Linked DNA regions of Danio rerio: region 2 is linked to region 1. A link is a contact called in public Micro-C data. All regions are on one chromosome and are shown on one strand. The core of a region is the stretch at or near the end of the contact, and the rest is flanking DNA. Distances in the headings are between cores, read along the strand shown. Region 1 holds the start of zfand2a (zinc finger, AN1-type domain 2A). Region 2 overlaps LOC141381268 (a long non-coding RNA gene).

Region 1 (6,050 bases), core at 163-2,662:
TTATTACATGATCTCCAGCAGATTTTGATTACAATTACAACACAAAGTATGTCTGTATAGATTATTTTGAGGGATGTAAACAAAAACAATGGTCCCAACACACTTCCTGTTTTACATTTTTGTTTTCTATAGCCTCCGCGAATCCAAAAAGAGCCACATATTGATAATTAATTTTATGGTAGCGGTTTTAACATCAAGTTATAATTGAATTGCCTCTTACCACTTATGAAGTAGTTTGATAACAAGCAGAAAATGTTAATTGGCAAACAACATGACCACATTGAAACAATCTAAAACTGCTCCTTCAGAAATACTCAACATTAATTTGTGTTCCTTTATTTATGAACTTGGTGTACAGTATGTATGCATGTATGCAAGTATGTATGCATGTATGTATGTATGCATGTATGTATTTGATGGAACAGTTGTGTTGCGTGTAAAAAAAAAAACAAAAAAAAACAAGCAATATAGCGTTTTTTGTGAAAATGATGAGATTTCTTTTATGTGCTTATATATTCGATAATTAAACAGTATTTACTTGAAAAAAAAAAATAGAGCAAAATACATGTCTGTACTCTCAGGGTTAATATATTTCCCTTGCTGAAAAAAGTAGTGATAGTGTATATTTCATAAAAATAATAATTATTAAACAAACAAATACATACATTTTTATTACTATTTGCCATATCAGTTTCACTGGCTATGTTTACTACATTTTATAACCTTTTCTATAATTATAAAAATATTCCAACAATTAAAGGTCATCAACAGCAATAAATAACACAGAAGATAAAATGCATAAATAATAATAATGAAAATATATAAGATAAAAACCTTAAACAGTTTAAGGTTTATTTTTGATACACATTTAAAAATGTTTCATTTAAAGTGTATCCAGATAAAAATGGTTGCATATTAACATTAAAAATATGGCATTACTTAAAAATATGTTTAACAGTTTGGTTTCTGTTGCAATATTGTCATTTTGGGTGTTCTCATAGTAAAAAATGAAAATGTACTATTTACTCTGGCAAGAGGTTCCAAAGCGTACATTTTTCATCTTCAAAAGAAGACTTGAAGAAGAAGATTTTTTAAGAAAGATTAAACCTGTAAACATTTATCTTCAATAGTAGAAACGACAAATTTAATGGAAGTGAATGGTTACAGGTTTCCAACATTTTTCAAAATACCTTCTTTTGTGTTCAAAATGTTCAATGTACATCTGATTCTGAACAAAAATTCCGATCGGGCCAGAAAAATAAAAAAATCATTGTTGATCCCTGCTGTAACGTTAAGTGACGGAGTAAGACCTGATAAAAATAGCACATACCGAGTCGTTTGCAGCTCTTCTCCGAGCAGTGCTCCCCGAGATCTGGAAACTCCATGGCACAGTGGTGAAACGCACCCCGCTGCTGGACTGAAAACAGCAATCAGACCGTCACCACTGACCTGCTGTCATTTCAGCCAACCCAGCAGCTAAAACACAACCATTACGAATCCAGCTAACGAGTAAAACTTGCTTTAAAAACGGAAGGCCTGTCAAGAGGTGAGCTGATCCTGTTTACCATTAGTTGACGCCATTACATAACTGTTGTGTTGTGTATCTGGAAGCGGATAATCAACTACTGCTGAATCATACAGGATAATATTTACAGGCACACCTCAATATCCCATTACGATAAGGTCAATAATATATGGATATTATATTAATATAAAACTATATGGATATGATGGACGCTGATTGATGATTACTGAAATGTTCTAGGCTACTATCACAAATGCAAATAGGTTAATAACAGTTAATCTAGTTAAAGGTTAAAATGAGACTGGCTAAATTAACATATGGTTAAATCAAATCACGCCATTTAATATACAAATATGCAGAGTAACAAACAAATAACTGGTTGTCGTTTGGTTTGCGGGAAACCTAACATTAAACCTAATAAGCGTTTTAGATGGCGAAATTTTAAATGAATGCGTCTTACCGAGATAGTGAGCAAATCCACTTTTTCTTGGTCCCACCTTGAATAGTAAACTAAAGCTTTTGGCTTCGAACAAGCTCAGCTTCTGTGTTTGGGCTTTTGTAGTCGTCTGCTGTTTTTTGAGATGTCATCGCTGGGTGTGTGAATCTGGAGACAACACTGGGATTGTATTTTTCAAAATTAAAGTCTTCGAGATTTAGAAATTATATTCAGTAGTTACTTTTTATAAAGGGCCAAAAATATATAATATATATAAAATATATCATTATGAGCTGTGGGCCGAAGGTGAATATACCAAACTAGGCTATATTACATTTAAGTCGCCATGGGTAAATAATTTCCTGATTTATTCTCCAGTATTTAAAATGAATATAAAACATTGCTTTAAATCATATTAGTTAAAACAGTATAACTTTTAAAATGATAACTTATTGCATTAAAAACATAAACAATGATATTTATAACACTTGATTTGTTCACCAGTCTCTGCATTGTCAGGTGACACAGAATGTACATTTAACAAAAAAAAAAGTTTAAAAATAAAAATAAAAATAATAAAATGTATTAATTTACGCCATTTAACTAAAATATTTAATTTCCGTTAGCCTTTAACAATAAAACAAACAAAGGGTTATGCAGGCCTGTAGGCAGTCTCATGAATGGGATGGTTCTTTTTTTCTGAAAAACGTGGACCTTTGTAAATAAAAAAAGTTCTTAATACTTTTTTAACAGTCATGTTTTCTTTCAAGAATAAGGTCCAAGATTTAGAATAAAAGTTACTTGTCAACGTTTTGTCTATTTAAAAACAATACAGTAGCAAAACATGACTTCACTTATGTCAAATGTTTTCTTGCACAGCTGGATTTTGGACTCTGCATTGGTCAAAACCGATTAACTGAAGTCACACCATTATTCAACTTGGTCTTATAGCCTTTTTCGATGAGTTATTTTCATTATTTGTGATGGCATAGCAGTCAAAATAGGACAAATGACTTTATGAATGGGACAAATTTTGGACCTTTGTCCCCCCACCCCCCTTGGCTATGGGCCTATTATATTAAATTTGAATTGACAATCTGAAAATTATCCCCATCGTCTTTTTCTCTCTTTTCAGAGGGATGGTGGGCCAAATCAAGGTTACCATGCATGGGCCAACTTTGGCTCACAAGCCCTACTTTGGCCATCACTGGCCTATGGGTTTTAGTAGCATATCTAATCTGTGAACATTGGTAGCACGTAAATTGTACTTCATACTAAACTTTCCCCCAAAACATTGTTATTTAGGTAACATGCTGGAACCTTTACAACGAGAGATTCGCACATTAGTTATACAACTTCTTTCTGTAAAGTAAATGCAAGAGGATTATTGAGGGAAATAAAATAATTTACCTTCATAAGTATTGATTATTGCAAAGCCAGTGCACACTGTTATATACAGGTACAGTTATGTGTATTAGAATAATCAGTTTTCCAGATGTTCATTTGCTAAAAAAGGGCAATGCAAAAAACTTTGGAACTAACTTTGGTGACACTTACAGTGCACTAAATGTATTTTAGTATAGAATAATTTTCCTACTACATAATTAAGTATTTAATAGTCTATTGCTGGGTCATGATCATCTGATTAAGAAAAAAATAGTTCTTAATCTTATTGTTTCAATAATAATAATAATAATAATAATAATAATAATTGTATAATATAACATATTATATAATTATATAATAATAATATATATATAAATATATATATATATATATATATATATATATATATATATATATATATATATATATATAATTATTATTATTATTATTATTTTTATTATTATTATAACGTTCATTGTATACCGTGGAAAGCAAGGTGGAAATTGATAACTTGTAAAAAAATAGAAAAAGTTTTTCACTGCCATTTCATAGGACTTTTACAAGTTAAAAGTAGTTTGGCAAATTTGTGCTTCCGGTAATGCTGTTTATTGTTGTTTCTGGCTTCAGGCGGCACCTTTATCATGCCCTGACTAGTCACATTCTTGCTGACGTAATCACGTTACTACGAGAGGTTTCCAGAAAATACCACCAGAGGCCGTGATTCATCACTTTATGCATATTTTTTTCTTTCCATCCTCATTATCAACAACAACAACAATAATAATAGTAATACACATATAAATAAATAAAATAAAACAAAAAATAAAGGATGAAGAAACTTCAGTAGCAAGGGAGTTACTTCTCTCAAAAAAAAAAAAAAATCCTGTAATGATGAATATAAATATCTTACTTTTTGACTTTTCATCTCTTAATGTCTTCAAATAAATCCCATATTCTTCTATAAACCCCACTAGTCTTGGGGGGATTTTGAAAAAATGTACATTTATGAATATAAAATTGTAATAATATCAACAAATAATTCATCATATAAGATATCTTTTTATCCTTAAATATTAACCCAAACCTTATTATTTCCCATGAGAATAGAAGTCTCACAGATATATCATATCCAAGCTAATACTTGTACTTGTATACAACTAATACTAATAACATGTTTGTACCAAATTACATTGTAAAAAACAAGTGTTCAATTGTTTTAATATCTAGATTGTAGTATGTAGTTTTTTACATACATGTAGCAATTACTTAACATTTCTTTAACAAAACAATAATAATAATAATAATAATAATAATAATAATAATAATAATAATAATAATAATACAATGAAATGAAAATAAAATAAAATGTATATTTATAAATATATGCAATAAACAAATTGTTGTTGTAAGGTGTGATCAAACTTATTACTAACAATATAGATATGTAGCCAGTCTGTACCAGAAAGAAACAGCAGTCTTCCTTTAAATAGGGATCAAATCTCAGTCGATTCACACAAATAATTAGCCTAAATACTGAACTGTCAATAGGTAGCTAATCCTGTAGTCTCCAGTGCTGGAAGGGTAAATGTCACAATGACAGTGCTGAAAATCTGGAACAGTGTGGTTATTGTGTCATCTTGTATGAGCAACTGTGTTTTTTTTCTCTTGTTAGATAAATCCTTATCACATCACCACAGTCATTTCACATTAGAGGACGTCCCAGTATGAGAGCAGTTTAACAGGGGAGGAGGTGGAGAAAAGGGAAACACTGATTCATGGAGATCTGTTTGTTTAATGCTTATTGTTACTAAAACAATAGGTAACGTGACCAGACCTGTCAATGAGTAATATTTGTAATATACTGTAAACTGGCCAAACATTATAGGATGATTTCACAAACAGTGCTTGACCTTCACTAAATTATATAATTAAGCAGCTTTTAAAAAAACACTGATGTGTACATTAAAACTATGACACTGGCATATTTTTTGTTTATGTCACTGCAAGTAATGTTTATTTAACACAGCTCCTACACTGCTGTAGGATGTCACTGGGGATTAGGGTTAGGGTAGGTGTACGCATTAAAAACAGCTTATAGAAGGAGGAGCTCAAGCTCAAGCTCCCCCTAATTGGAGCTCAAGTGGGCTTGCAGCTTCATAATATTGGGCGAGCAGCGTCTCCTTCTCCCACTTGCACTCGTGCAGTAAACAGTTTCACCAGCAGATGGCGATGCGCGCTCGAGCTACACTTACGACGACTCTCGTTCTCGCGCCTCTTTATAGTGAAGAACCTGACCCCAGGAAAAAGGCCCATAAACCATGAATTATTGAAAAAAAAACTCCAAGAAAAGGTAAACAAATTATAATTTTCCATGTTAAAATAAAGATAATACTGTTTGTGTGTACGAAAGGGGCTGACAAGTGAGCAGAGTGGGAATGTTTTGTACTCCATTTTTAAACGTACCGGAAAGTTCCGTCCTCTCAGCTAACGATTGCAACAGTTTGCTACATTTGCTACATTCTCTAACATTATTGCCACTATTTGCTACATTTGATTCATCATTTAGGCTTTTAAAGCTATAGATGTAGTAATAAGTGATGGAAAGTTTATTTTAAAAATGAATTTACAGATTACAGGTTACTTAAAAATTGTACATTTAGTGTATTTCCATTATTTTATTGTTGTAACGTTAACGACTTTAAA
Region 2 (5,599 bases), core at 1,562-4,061, 330 kb before region 1:
CAACTAAGAGAAGAACAACACTAGATCTTTGTGTGGTTTTGTCAGATTCAGAAGTGTGGGAGGGTAAACTGTAGTTTATTCTTACTCATCGTATACATGTCTGAATCCATAAATAAACCCTCACAGCTTGTATTTATGTTGCAGCTTCCTATATGTGGTTGTCTTCAGTGCCTATGGCATAGATCATGTGACATAAGAGTAATTATCCTAAAAACATTTTAAATATACATTTTAAAGTATATTTAAATATTCAAACTTGTAATTATAAAATGTTTCACACACATATGTACATACACACATATATATGTATGTATACATGGAATTTTCCCCCTTTTTCTTACTGTATTTTAACAAAAGAATATTCCAGACTTTTGACTGGTTGTGGATAAAACAAAGTTAAAGCACATCACAAAAACACCCATTAATATAATTTAAATATTATGAACACCCTGTACTTTAATATAATTTACAGTTTTTTCAAACTGCTTATACACTAAATCTTTTCATGTCACACAATTTCTGAAACAGCTCACTCAAAATGCCAAACTACACAGCAAATCTCCAAAATAAAAGCTGTTTCTTAGCCTTGAAGTTTTTAATTGTATAAAACATTTTTCTCAAAACACGTCCCCCCTGTATTCTTATTCTGGAGAACATACTTTCGCTTTACATATGTTTTTTTTTTACATTTTTACATACACTAAAAAACTGCGCAATTTAAAAAAAAATTTCTGGCTGCTGAGGTGCCGGAAAAAAAACATAAAATGATGGCTGTTAAATTACAGAAATTTACCAGTATTTTACATTTAAGGACATTTCTGTAATTTAACATCTGTTATTCTACGGTAAATTTCTGTAATTTAACATCAGTTATTCTACTGTAAATTTCTATAATTTAACGTCTATTATTCTCCGGTAAATTTTTGTAATTTAACATCTGTATTTTACGGTAAATTTTTGTAATTTAACATCTGTTATTCTTCGGTAAATTTCTGTAATTTAACGTCTGTTATTCTACGGCAGGGGTCACCAATCTCATTCCTGGAGGTCTGGTAGCCTGCAGGGTTTAGGTCTAACTTGCCTCAATACACCTGTCTGGGTGTTTCAAGTATATGTAGTAAGACCTTGATTAGCTTGGTCAGGTGTGTTTGATTAGGGTTAGAGCTAAAATCTGCAGGACACCGGACCTCCAGGAACAAGTTTGGTGATTCCTATTCTACGATAAATTTCTGTAATTTAATATCAAAATTTGCATGGTAAATTTATGTAATTTAATATACATTATTCTCTGGTAAATTTCTGTAATTTATTTGTTGCATTTCCCATTTACTGCTCTCTAAGTTTTCCCAACTTTGACGACTTCCGCTATTTTGCAATCCAAAATTGTGAAAAGGGTCTATAGATAAATAAATAAACATGCTGTGCTATGCAGAATTAAAAAAAAATAATAATTTAACAAATAATGAAATAAAAAATAACGAGTTAAGTAGTGAGGAAACATATCACTTAAAGTAAACTGAATTTAAAGTATTGTGTGAAATCCCCAGCTGACGGAAAAAAACCCCCATAAAATTACAGATTTTTGTTTACAGTGTAGAGTATGTTTATGTTTTTGTTGTATGCTACTGTACACACCATTAATGTTTGGACTAATATTATAATACTATAATATTTTCTGTTTCTACATGCCATTGGTGTTTACAGTGTACTTTTTTCCCCCTCATATTAATTTTACTGTAGAACATTGTATTGAAATGTAGATAAAAGCCAATTGAAAGAACAAAGATCTTTAGATTTAGAACAACAGTGTTTACATGATATGTCCAAACATTCAATATCATGTAAGAAGTGTTTGCCATTTGATGCTTCATTCTGATGTGTGTTTGTGGCATTTTGAATGTAGTTTTACAGTTTAAAGGTGTGGCAAATGTGAAGCATTTTGTGTGTGCAGTTTTGGGAATTGTGTGTAGAATTTGGAAAAAAGGTGACGCTGTTTTGAAAATGTGTTTGAGAGAAAACTGTAAATTGCATATTTCTATAGAAAATCTCATGACTATTTTTTAAAATGGATTTCCAGATCCCTGTTGAAATCCCTTTTACAAAAGCATGCAGCCCTTCTAACATGCAAACCATTGAAGATCATTATTTTGCACACACCTAAACCATTTCACAGCAGTCATTTTACATTTGAATATGATATATGCCTATATCTCAGCAGTCAATTCCATATTCTTATCCGTAGAAATCCATATTTTTGAGCACTGCATTGCCTAGATTATGCACCTTCCACCATTTCTGTCATTTGCATTTGTAGCCCATCTCAATGAGGCTCATAAATTTGTATTAGAAATAGAACTTTGCCATCCCTAAGTACAACCACATCTGTTTATTATTCATCCATTCCAATGACTAGATCGTATCAGCATTTATAACCCAACAGAAGAGCAACACTGGATCTTATATTGGTTTTTGCGGTATTTTGTCAGTGCGGGTAAACCCTTGTCGCTGAACTCATTGTATACTTTTGCTTCCTCTGTGTCTGAATCCATAAATAAACCCTCATGGCTCGTATTTATGTTGCAGCTTCCTATATGTGGTTGCCTGCACTGCGGATCTCACACCTCTTCATGCAAGCGTAAGGTAAAAAAAAAAAGGTTTTGAGTAGCACAGATGGTTTGGTCAGATGCACTCCTTATATCTCTGTGTCCTTTAATCTTCTCTTGTTTTGTGTGCGCTCTTTCATGGCAGGCCCGGGCTCCAATCTTACAGCCTGAGGGGAGGAATAAACAAGAGTCTCTGGGAGTCTCAGAGTCGCCGGGAGGGGGAGAGCAGCACAAAGATGGGGGTGGGAAGGCAAGAAGAGCTCATTTTTGTTGCTGAAACCTGATCACGCCGAGCTCTTGACTGAGATTTCAGAGCGAATACAGGAAAGAAACTGTACAGGCGAGGGGTGCATTTTGAATAACGCTCTGTAAGTGATATATTTTCAAAGCGATGTGTGATATCTGCCCATATGGACGGTGTTTGTGCTGCTTTTGATGTATATTAGTGTAGACCAAGATGAAAAAGGGGGGCTGTAATGATATTCGTGGTCCTTAGGTTTCACAGTGGTCATAAATTTCATTTGCGTGAGATTTTACAGACTTTTACACAAATGTCAAGAAAGGCAAAGATCTGAGACGGGTAATGTAGATAGATAGATTCATTCATTCATTCATTCATTCATTCATTCATTCATTCTGACCCTACCATCTGAATGTCGCAGACCAGGCAGGCAACATATTTCCAATCTTCTATTGTTCAATTGTGAATTGTTGCCTCAGTTTCCTGTTCTAAGCTTACAGGAGTGGCACTCGGTGTCGTCTTCTGCTGCTGTAGCTCATTTGCCTCAAGGTTGGATGTGTTGTGCTTTCAGAGATGCTCTTCTGCATACCTCGGTTGTAACGAGTAATTATGTGAGTTACAGTTGCCTTTCTTTCAGCTGAAACCAGTCTGGCCATTCTTCCTTGACCTCTGGCATCAACAAGGCGTTTGCACCCACACTTACTGGACATTTTCTCTTTTTCTGACTATTCTCTGTATTCTTTACAGAGATGGCTGTGCGTGAAAATCCCAGTAGATCAGCAGTTTCCGAAATACTCAAACCAGCCCGTCTGGCACCTACAACCATGCCACGTTCAAAGTCACTTAAATCACATTTCTTCCCCATTCTGATTCTCGGTTTGAGCTGCAGCAGATCGTCTTGACCATGTCTACACGCCTATGTAACGGAGGCCAGCTAGTGTGTGCTGTGCAGGTAAACCTCACTCCTCTGACCTCTAAAGGTGCTCTAGCGACAGATGCTAGAGGCCATGGTCTTTAGCCTCCTTGGTAGAGCACCCAACTCCCATGCGGAAGGTCGCTGGTTCGAAACCAGCTCGGAGCGGGTTGGGTGGTGCAGGACCGGTGGGGTTGCACCTAAATGCATTGAGTTGCTGCCATGTGATTGTCTGATTAGAAATTTGCATTAAAAAAGCAGTTAACCGGTGTACCTAATAAAGTGGCCAGTGAGTGCATACCTATATTCCTATAATACCTATAGTATTGCATATGATGATTGATTGACTACATGATAATGACTACAGTTTCTATGCATTGCAAAATAATTGTTTAGACAGAAGGTTAATGTTAGGTCCCATGTGGGACCTGTTTGTATGTGTGTTTGTTATTTGCAGATTCTGCGTGATTGCAGATTGGTGGGTGGGTCATCCCACCTGAGACTCATCGTGGGGTGTTTATAAGAAGTCCGGCATTCTGTCTAGAGGAGCTCGATTAGCCGAACGTCTCTGCTTGGCGCTTTTGTTTTAGTTTGTGTTTGGATCATGAGCTCAGTACACTTCCATACACATGCTTTTCAATACTGACTTTCACCTATACTGACTTTGATTGCTTTAAATACTTTTGTTAATTATACATTTTGTTAATAAATCATTTCTCTTTTCAATTTACCTGGTCCGTATTGTCTCTCTAATGTTGCAACTTTGAGCCGGTTGTAACAGTTAACATTTCAATAAGTAAGATCTATCATAATAAAAAATAATATATACAACACAGCAAAATGATATGCAGGAAATACAAAGCAAAAATCTTCGTTGCAAATATGTTGTTTCTTACTTTTAAAATATGACTTGGTAATAAATTCATTATTGATTTGTCAAAGGGTGACGCAGTGGCACAGTGGGTAACACTTTTGCCTCACAGCAAGAAGGTCGCTGGTTCGATCCTCGGCCCAGTTGGCGTTTCTGTGTGGAGTTTGCATGTTCTCCCTGTGTTCGCATGGGTGTGCTCCGGGTACTCCGGTTTCCCACACAGTCCAAAGACATGCGGTACAGGTGAATTGGGTAGGCTAAATTGTCCGTTGTGAATGTGTGTGTGGATGTTTCCCAGAGATGGGTTGCGGCTGGAAGGGCATCTGCTGTGTAAAAAACTAGCTGGATAAGTTGATGGTTCACTCTGCTGTGGAACCCTGGATTAATAAAGGGACTAAGCGTCAAGAAAATGAACAAATGAATATATTTGCTCAAAAATGACAACACACATATTAGCAAGACACTCTTTCTTTGTCATTCATGGATGGAATCTGACTGTACTCATCAAGTATCAAAGCCGTCACACCACACGTCTTCATGCCAGAAGTGAGCTCTGTGTCATTGGTGGGATGGGATGGGGGGGGGGGGGGGGGGGTGTAAAATCTTTGAGGTGCAGGACTGTATTGTTAAGCAGAATTGATTCAGTCTTCTCAACACCTTTGCTCTCCATTGATCTTCAAATCAATGCAGCGCTGCAATCGCATCACCGTCCCCGAGTCTCGATATCCCTTAATGAGGCGTTTTTATTCATGCAACGGTGGACTTAAAAAAAGCTCGGTCTTTGTGAGAACAGGGAATTCTGAGAATGTCTTCCAGCTGTGAATTATGTTAGGTGAAGCGGTTCACCGTTTGAGGTGAGAAAAGCTTCTCTCTGTAGCTCTTGCGAGACAATTCTGATAGATGATCCTGAGGATAAAATGACAGACTGTCTGCCTTACAAAGGAAAATAGATTTGAGCATGTGACGCGCGC

The links. Hi-C and Micro-C count contacts between places; a contact is called where the count stands out from the background.
Region 2: a Micro-C map of caudal fin shows a contact between it and region 1, with 5 times the contacts expected there. The contact joins the enhancer-like site here to the promoter of zfand2a in region 1. A contact is called at or near these places in 1 of 18 Hi-C or Micro-C datasets (caudal fin) and 1 of 4 datasets of contacts at active chromatin or transcription factors (embryo).

What each region holds. Positions count from the first base shown.
Region 1 is chr3:42,434,925-42,440,974 of GRCz12tu, reverse strand. It overlaps zfand2a (zinc finger, AN1-type domain 2A), which reads right to left and starts at 1,412. Exons shown (of 9, transcript NM_200517.2): 1 at 1,331-1,412. The coding sequence starts at 1,385.
Region 2 is chr3:42,766,428-42,772,026 of GRCz12tu, reverse strand. It overlaps LOC141381268 (a long non-coding RNA gene), which reads left to right. Exons shown (of 3, transcript XR_012401177.1): 2 at 2,584-2,640; 3 at 2,749-4,486. Among named protein-coding and RNA genes, the nearest start is that of trnat-cgu, 8.8 kb to the left of the region's middle. Within about 2 kb of position 2,811, at least 8 of the 62 cell types and tissues checked have an H3K27ac peak or open chromatin away from gene starts, as enhancers often do.